3 separate regions of the Mus musculus genome follow, and regions 2 and 3 are each linked to region 1. A link is a contact called in public HiChIP or PLAC-seq and promoter capture Hi-C data. All regions are on one chromosome and are shown on one strand. The core of a region is the stretch at or near the end of the contact, and the rest is flanking DNA. Distances in the headings are between cores, read along the strand shown. Region 1 holds the start of Tbca (tubulin cofactor A). Region 2 overlaps Ap3b1 (adaptor-related protein complex 3, beta 1 subunit). Region 3 overlaps Ap3b1 (adaptor-related protein complex 3, beta 1 subunit).

The links. Promoter capture Hi-C pulls out the DNA fragments that hold promoters and counts their contacts. HiChIP or PLAC-seq counts read pairs in DNA pulled down with a chosen protein or histone mark.
Region 2: a contact with region 1 is called in a promoter capture Hi-C map of the HPC-7 cell line, with 2.0 times the contacts expected there. The contact joins the enhancer-like site here to the promoter of Tbca in region 1. A contact is called at or near these places in 8 of 39 promoter capture datasets (the HPC-7 cell line, HPC-7-derived erythroid cells, cranial neural crest and 3 more) and 1 of 9 other capture datasets (embryonic stem cells).
Region 3: a contact with region 1 is called in an H3K4me3 HiChIP or PLAC-seq map of embryonic stem cells, with 11 read pairs. The contact joins the enhancer-like site here to the promoter of Tbca in region 1. A contact is called at or near these places in 6 of 39 promoter capture datasets (the C10 cell line, cranial neural crest, embryonic stem cells and 2 more), 2 of 115 datasets of contacts at active chromatin or transcription factors (embryonic forebrain and embryonic stem cells) and 1 of 9 other capture datasets (embryonic stem cells).

What each region holds. Positions count from the first base shown.
Region 1 is chr13:94,787,473-94,790,998 of GRCm38.p6, forward strand. Tbca (tubulin cofactor A) reads left to right here and starts at 1,448. Exons shown (of 4, transcript NM_009321.3): 1 at 1,448-1,530. The coding sequence starts at 1,478.
Region 2 is chr13:94,474,839-94,478,320 of GRCm38.p6, forward strand. It overlaps Ap3b1 (adaptor-related protein complex 3, beta 1 subunit), which reads left to right. Exons shown (of 27, transcript NM_009680.3): 18 at 2,128-2,290. Among named protein-coding and RNA genes, the nearest start is that of Ap3b1, 120 kb to the left of the region's middle. Within about 2 kb of position 1,558, at least 16 of the 459 cell types and tissues checked have an H3K27ac peak or open chromatin away from gene starts, as enhancers often do. A contact at or near this core is called in the HPC-7 cell line, where this site is marked.
Region 3 is chr13:94,441,851-94,444,910 of GRCm38.p6, forward strand. Ap3b1 (adaptor-related protein complex 3, beta 1 subunit) reads left to right here. Exons shown (of 27, transcript NM_009680.3): 9 at 2,069-2,166. Among named protein-coding and RNA genes, the nearest start is that of Ap3b1, 84 kb to the left of the region's middle. Within about 2 kb of position 1,526, at least 19 of the 459 cell types and tissues checked have an H3K27ac peak or open chromatin away from gene starts, as enhancers often do. A contact at or near this core is called in embryonic stem cells and stem cell-derived epiblast-like cells, where this site is marked.

The DNA.
Region 1 (3,526 bases), core at 198-2,697:
TAAGGGTCAGGAGAGGCCAAGAGCATCAAGTGAAGAACAGAACCAAGAAATGAGGACGCAATGGAGGCCATGCCTCAATTCCTTGGGGGTTGTAGGGGTGCTTCAACAGGAAGAGACTCTAGAACACAGTTCAGGGTGCCTTGTTCTATGCAAATTGTATCTTGGAAAATATGGTGGAGTCAAAAGTTGTCCCATGTCTGCTGTGTTTAGGCATTGTGCTGAATGCCACCCTCTATACACCTGTCACGTGACGTGGGCATTATTTCTTAGGGCTCTTCAAGGAGGTTGAGTGCCGGGGTCCTGTGTTCGCTAAAGGATAGAACTCCACATGTGAGATAGGTGGCTAGTCATTTGCTCTCAAATGACTGAGTCCATTAAGTGTGTAGCAAGAAAAAGGAGATGAACAAATAAATAGCAGGGAGCGGATAGATGACACCATCGAAACAGGTTCTTACAACACCCTGCACAAAGCACTGGAGAAGTCCCTCGGAGTCCCCCAGTCAGAGATTCTCTCTGTGGATGGGATTCTGCCATTTTGTTGCCAGTGTAGGCATACTTTTACACAACTTAAAAAACAAAAACCAAGCGTTTATTTCATACACTTCTGTGTATATTTGCAAGCCACAGTGAACTTGCAGAGGTCAAAGGACAACTTGCGAGAGCTGGTTCTTACACTCTACCACTTTTGAGTCCTGCAGATTGGTCTCAGGCCATCAGGCTAGGAGGAAAGGGCTGCTCCCCTCTAGGCCAAGAAGGTGCAATGCTGTACTGTTTTCTCCCTGTCTCAGGGGTAGGGGGCCAGCATGTCTCAGGACGGGGAGTCTTGCTGGACACTTGAAACAAACTTGCTAAAATTTAGGACAAGAGGAACCTCCTTACTCCCAGAGTCCTCTCTCCATAAACTCAAACATCACAAGACAATTTACATAAGTAACACTCTGGAAAGGGAAGGGACTATATGGAGAAAGGGAACCGGAAGAGGGGGCATGGATTGGAATGTAAAAAAAAAAATTAAATTAAAATTAAAAATTTCTTTTGACTGTCTGCATTATGGTATTTTATTTCATCAAACACAGATCTCTTTCTCCATTTGACAACAGACAGTGAAAACAAAAATTATCCTTGTTAATAGTTTCTAAGTCACACTGTCCATTAAGCAGCTAATCCTGTTCACTTTCTCAGGAACAGAAAGTTTCTTAACTCAGGCTATGGAGACTGAGAAAATAAAAGTGCAGCTTGTGTACAAATCCTGTCCAAGCACCAGGGAGAAGCAGCTGGTATAGGGCTTTGAGAGTCTCCAGCTCTAGGTACCAGCAGTCTAGATGCAAGGATTCCAGGTAAGAGTCGGGAGGCGAGGCGGGGTCGGGCTCTCCAGGTACGCATGCGCGCACTCTGGGCTCCACGCCCACTCCACCGCCCCTTCTGCGCCGGCGCGCCGCGCAGCCCCGCCTCTCCTTCCTGCGGCGCCTTAGGGACCATGGCCGATCCTCGCGTGAGGCAGATCAAGATCAAGACCGGAGTAGTGAGGCGGTAAGGAACGGCCGGCGGCTCCGCGGCTGACGCTCGCTCTTCCCTTCTCACCGCCGGGGAAGCCGGGCGGAGCGTAGGCCCGATGCGGGCGCGGCTTCCAGGCCTCGGCGGGCGGGATGCGAGGGGCCCGCACACGCCTAGGCTGGCGCTGGCAGGGAGCCGCCCTCGGCGCTGGCCCTGCCGCCCTCCGTGCAGGGCTCGGCGCGACCTCGGCGCTGGCCTGGCCGCCTTCCGTGCGAGGCTCGGAGGCGTCCTCCGCGCTCGTAGGCCGGGAGGAGGAGGAAGAGGAGGGCGACCTGTGCCTGGAGGGCCTCGGCCTGTGCGTGCGGGGCGCCGGCTCCCTGAACTTTGCAGTAGGGAGGCGGAGTCCGCCCTGGCCTGGCCTCAGGTGGACTGGACAGCGCTCAAGTTTAAGGGACGCTGAGATCATGGGCCTCACTCAGAATACACAATGGCGGGGCCCTGGCCTCTGACATGGCTCACTTCCAGAGTTTGGGAACTGGGGCTTGAACGTGAGCACCTCTGCAAACTTCTTCCCCGAAGCTCGCCCCGGAGCTGTGGGCTGCTGCCTCCCAGGAATAGGCCAGGCCAGTCTTGTGACTTGCCTTGACTCCCGACTGTACATATTGCAGTGCTCATTAGAACTAGTTTTGTTCAGACCCAAGCTGATCATACCGAAACATTCCAAGGGAAAAGATACACAGCCTCCTTACGAAGCAGATCGTTCTGCAGGGGAAATAGCTTTTTTTCCTGTTGCTCCATCTCTCCACCGTTTATTGATATTCCATCAGAGGGAGGTCAACCCATAGAGGAGAGAATCACTTTTAGAGATACTGCCCGAGTTTTAGTACTTCGAACGGTACTTTGGAAGCTTTTATTACAAAGGCAGCTAGGGTATGGTAGGGGGGCGGGGCGGGGGTGAAGGTGGGGGGGATAGACAGTCGGTTCTGAATTGTGCCTGACTTCAAATCTGGTTTTATGTATTCTGGAACATATTTCATCGTTGTACTGTGCCTCTTCTTACTGAATTTGGAAGATAGAGTCCAAATTCTCCCTGAATTCAGTTTTTGGAAGAAATACCTGCTACATTTTTGATACAGTGTGATTCAAATAAATAAGATACACCATATAGGTTTTGCTCAGTACATGTTTATGAGTGCAGTTTTCAGAATGTGGCTGAAGTCACACTTCAGGTTAGTAGCAGAGCAAGCAAATGAAACAAGGATCCTGGCTCCAGCTGGGATGCGGTGATAGAGCATTAGACTGTGTGATAACACAGGAGGGGAATATGAGATCTATAGCATACAGTAAGTAATCCGCGCTGTCCCTCAGCCCACACGTTTCTTCTCTTTTGCCAGACTTTCCTTGGCTGTGTCATTTCCTTTAGCATATTGTCTATTTTGCAGAAAAGAACCCGGAGGTATAAGAGACTGCTTTAAAGTAAATATCATGAGAAAACATTTCTAAATGTTTTCCCATTAATATGTTGTTGATTTTATCACCCTCTTGATCTATTCTATAAATTTATTTAGTTCAAGTAGTTATAGCCTAACCATACATATGCTAGAGAAACGTCCTTTAAGTAATTAAGAACTAGCTTGTGAGACATTGACAAATTCTCAGATGCCTACATAAACTGCACAGAAGTAGATAAAGTTTTCTGGGTAGATTAATAGGACATTATCAAAGTTTACTTTTGGTATTCATATTTCAATAAGTTAATAATTTTCATGAAACTCATAATTTACCATAATCTCAAGTTGCTTATTAAATGAATGTGTATCATACGCATCTTCCCTGGCCCTTTGTTGACATGAGGTGTAGCATTTCTTCTTGCATACTGTAAAACAGGGACATACACTTTTAAACTTAAAATTTGTATTTCACTTGTTGATTACCTGCATTTTATCTTGCTGTATAATATCTACATCCATAAACATTACTTCTTTATTTTTTCCTGAAAACTTATTTTACTGTGATTGTCTTCTGTGTTAAT
Region 2 (3,482 bases), core at 308-2,807, 310 kb before region 1:
GTGAGTGTTCTCTGCTGTGGTCTTGTGCAGACATCATCTTTCCTGATAAGTGTGCTTGCTGGCTCTTAGCTTGTTCTCCTCTTGTCTGATTGGCTACACAATGCTCTGGCTCAAGTAGAACAATCCCTTTGTTCTCCCACCATAATAGCCCGCTCTTTCCTTCCCTTTCTCTTCCCTCTGGAAAGAGCGCATCTTCTTAGAGATTGGTGGCAATGCTATGCAGTTAAATTTTTCCTTGGTGGTGTTCTAAGGTTGGCTGCCTTCTTACATTTTCACGTGTTCTAAGCATTAACTCTTTATAAAAGAGCTATAAGGGACAGTACATAAGCAATCTGTTTTCCTATCTTCATTTCAGTTGTGGTTTCTTTTTCATTTTGCTGACTATATTTCTGAAATTAATAATTAATAACTTATGGAGAATAATTATAGCTAATGGAACCAGATTTTAAAAGTATCCATTTAAGCTATAGAACAAACAGATTTCTTCTATCAGTTTCTGAGATAGTGGTTTAAAAAGCTTTATGAGGGATGTAATGAAATATAAATACAATGTAACTAGTTCTATTTTGAGATGCCTTCCTAGCTGCAGAAAGTGTTGCTCAGATCATCCCTTTTTGCCTTGCTCTGTACAGTCCTCCCCTTGAAGTCATATCAGTGCATTTTGTGCACATGATACACTGTATTATTCTGGGTTTACTATCTAGTGATCCTCTAAGGTCAAATCTCATTATTATGAAATATAACTTAGGAAGAAAAATGTCTGAGGCTAGATAATCTGACATTTTAATCAAAACAACAGGGAGCCTGGTCAGGTTGACACTAGAAGTCACTTTGAATTACACACCACCATTTCCAGGATATCAGATATGATGTATATTTATATTAAGGTACCAGTGAGTTTTGGGGCTCCTTTAGAATTTTTTGTTTAGTTACAGAAAATCCTTTTTTTCCAGTTACTCAAGACTTTCTTGTCCATATCAAGGACATTTTGCTTTATAAACATATAGTTAACATTGCCTTGTGGAGGATCTTAGCTTTCCCATGTCTCCATCTCTTCTCCTGTTTTTGTTGCTTTTCTTTTGCTTACAGCTCTATAGCTCTCACACCAAAGTGAGAATCTAGTGGTATTAGGCTTTGGGCCTTTAATGTGTGAAACTATGTGGATGTGGAAACTCATGTATTCAAACTATTTTTATTAGTTTTCTTGTCATTTCCCAAGTAATGATTTTTCTGGCCACTGGAGCGACTCTTGGCAATTGTTTTTTTTTTTTTTTTTTAAGCATACATATTTTTGTTTATATTAGTATTTTAAAATACATTCCCAGAAAATTGTAATGAGACTTTGGTATATCATGCTGTAAATCCCTTTACAATAATACATGTGCGCACACACGCACACACACACACACAGACACACACACACACACACACACACACACACACATGTATACATATACACTCTAGTTTGGCTGTAGCAGAGTCTGTAAGAGGAAAAGGAAGTGTGTGGGAACAGCTTGCCAGACCTCAGGAGGGAGACTGTTGTGGACTTTGCCCAAGTATTGAGTGAAATGGGGAACTAAGGAGGACTAGAGAGTAGCTGGTCCTGACTGTCCAGCTGCTGTCTTCAGCAGACTTTGGTTGGACTCAATGGAGAGAAGCAAGTGACCGGTTGGGAACCTCCTGAGGCAGTCCAAGAGAGACAGGTGCCCAGACCAGAGTGGAAAAGCAAGTCACCATGGGTTAGAGATGAGGCTATGAGGAGTCAGGCTTTAGCTTAGCAAGGTGATGAGTATTTACTGCCAGTATTACTATAGTTTGCTTGCTTTTGTCCTCTTAAGTGTCAAGTGTATTATTGCTGTTGATACTGTAGGTTAAGTCTCATGTGGACCAACACATTTGGTAAACACTCTGGAAAGGTAATGTGAGTGAGATAAAAGTGGGCTCTGAATGAGAGTGTATGTATATGCTGTGTTTGGAAATGGATACCTTTGCTGTTGGGACTGCATGTCTAGCACTTGGTTTCTCTGTGAAAGTCTCAAACTTCTCTTCTGAGTTCACAGTGAACTTGCAAGGAGTCTGCATCCCGTAATAAGAATTCATTAATGTTTCCTTTGTTGATATAAACAGGCAAAAGAATGGACCCCACTTGGGAAAACAAAGAAAGAAAAACCCATGAAGAAATTTTACTCTGAATCTGAGGAGGAGGAGGACGAGGACGAGGATGAGGACGAGGAGGAGGAAGAAAAGGAAGATGAGGATGAGAACCCCTCTGATAGCAGCAGTGACAGTGGTGGGCTTTATAATAATTGAAGTGATTGTCACATAAGATGCTCCTTATCTTATCCTTTGTTACTAAACCTAAGACATCTCAGAATTTATTTATTTTCAGAGCTAGGAAGTTGAGAGCATTGAGGAAAGCATATAGGTATGGACTGAGAATCCTGGACATCAGCTGTGCCAACTGAATGAGGTGAAGAGGAACACTTTAATCCTAACACTTGGGAGGCAGAGGCAGGCCAGCATGGGGGAGGGGGGAGAAGAGGGGAGGGGAGGAGACGGGAAGAGAGGAGAAGAGAAGAGAAAGAGGGAGGGGAGAGACAGGGAGGAGAAAGAGAAAGGGAGGAAAGAGAAGGAGGAGAGGAGAGATTCAGAGAGAGAAAGATTCAGAACAGCCAGGGCTACACAGAGAAACTCAGTCTCGGAAGACCAAAAACAAAACAAAACAAAACAAAACAAAACAAAACAAAACAGAACAAAACAAAAACCCAACCAAAACAAAAGCTAAAATTTTGTATGATATTTATGTTAGTTGACATGAGTCACAAGTTAAAAGTGTAACATGGTGGCCATTCTGGCCCAAGGCTATTACTTAGTTCTCTACTACTTTCTCACCTGCCCTATGAAAATTTTTGTAATATCTGATAAATTAACCTGATACATTAACTTTTTTTGTTGTAGTTGGTCGGGTTTTTTTTTTTTGTTTTTTGTTTTGTTTTGTTTTGTTTTGTTTTGTTTTGTTTTGTTTTTGGGGTTTTTGTTTTTCGAGACAGGGTTTCTCTGTGTAGCCCTGGCTGTCCTGGAACTCACTCTGTAGACCAGGCTGGCCTCGAACTCAGAAATCCACCTGCCTCTGCCTCCCAAGTGCTGGGATTAAAGGCGTGTGCCACCACTGCCTGGCAATACATTATCTTTTTATATAATAAGCCAAATACCTCAACTGAAAAGTTAACATAGAAAATATGTAACTTGAAGAGTGAGGTAGACCATTGAAAAATTGTTTCCATAGTTAATTAGATTGTTTCTATAGTTAATCATGCACTTTATTTTATACCCTACACATGTGTCTCCATCATATTTGTTTTCAAGCTTGGGCCTATTTCTAGATTAGTGTTGTTCAACATCCTTATGGCATTCTTTTAACTCTGTGGCTGTTGATGAGCTTGTCTGAAACACAATAGCGAGTCCTGTGTGAGGGTTTCTTC
Region 3 (3,060 bases), core at 276-2,775, 350 kb before region 1:
ATCAGCTTCAGTTCATCTTGGAAGTTGGTTTTGAGATTCAGATCCTTGCTGACAGTGGCAGGGTTGAATCCTGGGGTACTTTGTTATTTCTGTGCATCTTTGGGGTCCCTCCTTACTTGCTAGTGCATCATCAGGCTGCCATGGTTTTGAGCACATTGCATTCCTTTGCTTTGTATACATTTAAATGAGACCTGACTTTTGGAGGATTATGAAAGATTAAAACAAACAGACCCTTTTTAATTAATTCTGTATTTGCCAGGTGTAGTGGCTCATACCTTTAATTCCAGTACTTAGGATGTAGAGGCAGGCGGATCTGTGCTGGACTAGAGTTTCAGGCCCATTGAGACTGAGATCCTATCTTAAAACAAGCAAGCAAGCAAAAACTTGTTCTTACATTTCAAAGGTGATTATGGGAATTTGTTTCAGAAAGCTGATGGACCAGTGTTGTGACTGCATTGGAGGCAGAAGCAGGAGCAGACGGCTCTGAGGCTGCAGCCACTAGCAGTCTAGGACATGCATGGTTCAAAAGAGTGTGTGGTATAGGATGCGGTCATTGTGAGCGTGGGCTACTGGAGAAGTCTGGGCATTGAGTCTGGACTTTGGAGTTGTCAGAGTTTCTCTCGTGGCTTTTTACATATTGGCTCTCAGATTTCAGATGTGCTGTTGAAGAAATCTTAAATTATGTTATTTATTTATTTATTTATAGATAATGGGGCAAAAGGAAGGTTGTTTTATTCTTTTGGATTTGAGAGTGCTGTGACTAATATATTCAAAAGATGCCATACCAAGTAAAAGCCGTGACTTGATACACATAGAAAATACAGTTTCTATTCTTGCATATGGGTTTGGATGTCTTGTTTATGGAACAGATGAGAATTTTCAGGTTCTGTTTGAAGGCCGTAAAGCCAACTTCATTATTACTATTTTTATGTATTACAAAGAACAGTACATTTAGGATCCCTAAACTGTTGCTTTTTTTTTAAATTGTGATTTTTAGCTTAGTGATGAATGTCCTTAGCTCAACCACCTTGAGGTGTGGTATGCTATCTAGGCATGCCTGAAACTCTTGCTTACCTCTTTGAACTTGGTGGACTGTGTAGAAGTTAATTTGTATTTGTCTTCTGGGCTGTTTTTGTTGCTATGTCTCTGTTGGCACAAGCTAAATTGGATATTTGGGGGTGAGGAATCTCTGTGTGAACCTAAATGTAGAAGCATGTTTTGAAAAAAAGCACAGACTTGCTTTATTTTGAGAAAAGTTCTGTTACCCTTGCCCTGGCTCTGGCCTATTTTAAGACTGGTTTTAAAGCTGTGCATCTTAAAAAGTCAGAGCCCTGCTAAGGCCTTGTTCTTGCTACACTGTAAATCATTTTCTTTATTTCAGACTGCTTGTTGCTCCCAAACAGTGTCTGTGTAGCTTAGAGCTCATGCCCTTTAGAACTTCTGTGTGTCTGAGCCCCAGCACCCAGATGGACAGCGCACAGTTGCCGGCCCAGGGCTGCTGTCACCGTCCGCAGTTGGTGTAATGGCATTTTCTTTTCTCAGGATATGCTAGTTTCCTGCCACTACAAATTGCCACAGTCTAGGTGGATAAGGAGGATAGGAGTTCCTGGAAGCGGGAAGACTGAAGTCAGGTGTAAATAGGCTGAGTCCCTCTCCACACTCTCCATGTGGATTCAAGAAGCTGTCTCTTTCTTTATCTGAAGGTGCTTGTGCAAGGTCCTTGCATTTCTTGGTTTACAAATGAATCACTCACTTCCTGCTCCCTCCCTACCCTCTCCTTCTCTCTCTCCCCTCCCCCTTCCTTTGTTGGGCACTCACACCCTTCTGCTTCTGCTCAAGGTGATCACCTTCGAACATCCTTAATGACACTAGCTAACTTCTATTCTCTCTCAAACGCAAGCACTTTGTCAAGGTAGGAAGTGCTTTGGAGAAAACAGCTTCACCCCACTACAAAGACTACAGTGTGTTCTCAAAAGAGTGAGCGAGCAAGCGAGCGAGCAAGCGAGCGAGCATGTTTTTGGTCCTGCTACTTAGATGCTCACTGTGCCTCTTGTGACCCTTTTTCCAGGTGGTTATGGCTGTCGCTCAGCTATATTGGCACATCTCACCCAAGTCGGAGGCTGGTGTCATTTCTAAATCACTGGTGCGCTTATTGCGCAGCAATAGGTAGGTCATGGTTTGCCTGTGCTTTTCCCTCTGTGCTCTCAGAAGTGGGGTTGGAACAGTGTAATCCGTCTCCCAGTTGGAGAAATATAGTTGACTATTTCATAAGTAAGATCTCATACTTAATGGGTTATTATAAAATGATCTCAATCTTAATGAAAAAAAGAAGTTTTTAGCTTCGAGTCCAGAGAGGTTAAAGTAGGTTGCGACAGAGCACGCACCTCACTTTTCTGTGTGTGACAGTCAGTCTTGCTGTTGTGACAGTCAGTCTTGCTGTTGTGACAGTCAGTCTTGCTGTTGTGACAGTCAGTCTTGCTGTTGTGACAGTCAGTCTTGCTGTTGTGACAGTCAGTCTTGCTGTTGTGACAGTCAGTCTTGCTGTTGTGACAGTCAGTCTTGCTGTTGTGACAGTCAGTCTTGCTGTTGTGACAGTCAGTCTTGCTGTTTTGAAGTGTTCTGGAATTACTGAAAACCTGACTGATGTGTCCTCAGCCTGTGCTCAGTGTGTTAGAGCTGACCATGGGACAGTGCAGAGGCCACGTAATGTCACCTGTGCAGAGCCCTACTTCATTCAGAGTCGGAGTGTTCAATCATAAGTTTCTTCTGTGCGAGTGTGTGTGCATGTGCGTGTGTGTGCGCGTGCGTGCATGTGTGTGGGTGTGGATGTGTCTCTGGGGAATATGGAGACCAGAGGAGGATGACTGGCATTCTACTGTGATGTTATTTTATGCCAGATTCTCTTGAGACCAAGATGTCTTACTGCACTTGGTAGGCTGGTGGTAGCCAGCCCCAGGGGGCTCCCATCTTACCTTTTACAGCAGTGGAGTTATAGGCTCACATGTGGTTATGCCCAGCATTTTACACAGGTGCTGGGGTTTTGAACTTGGGTCTTCATGT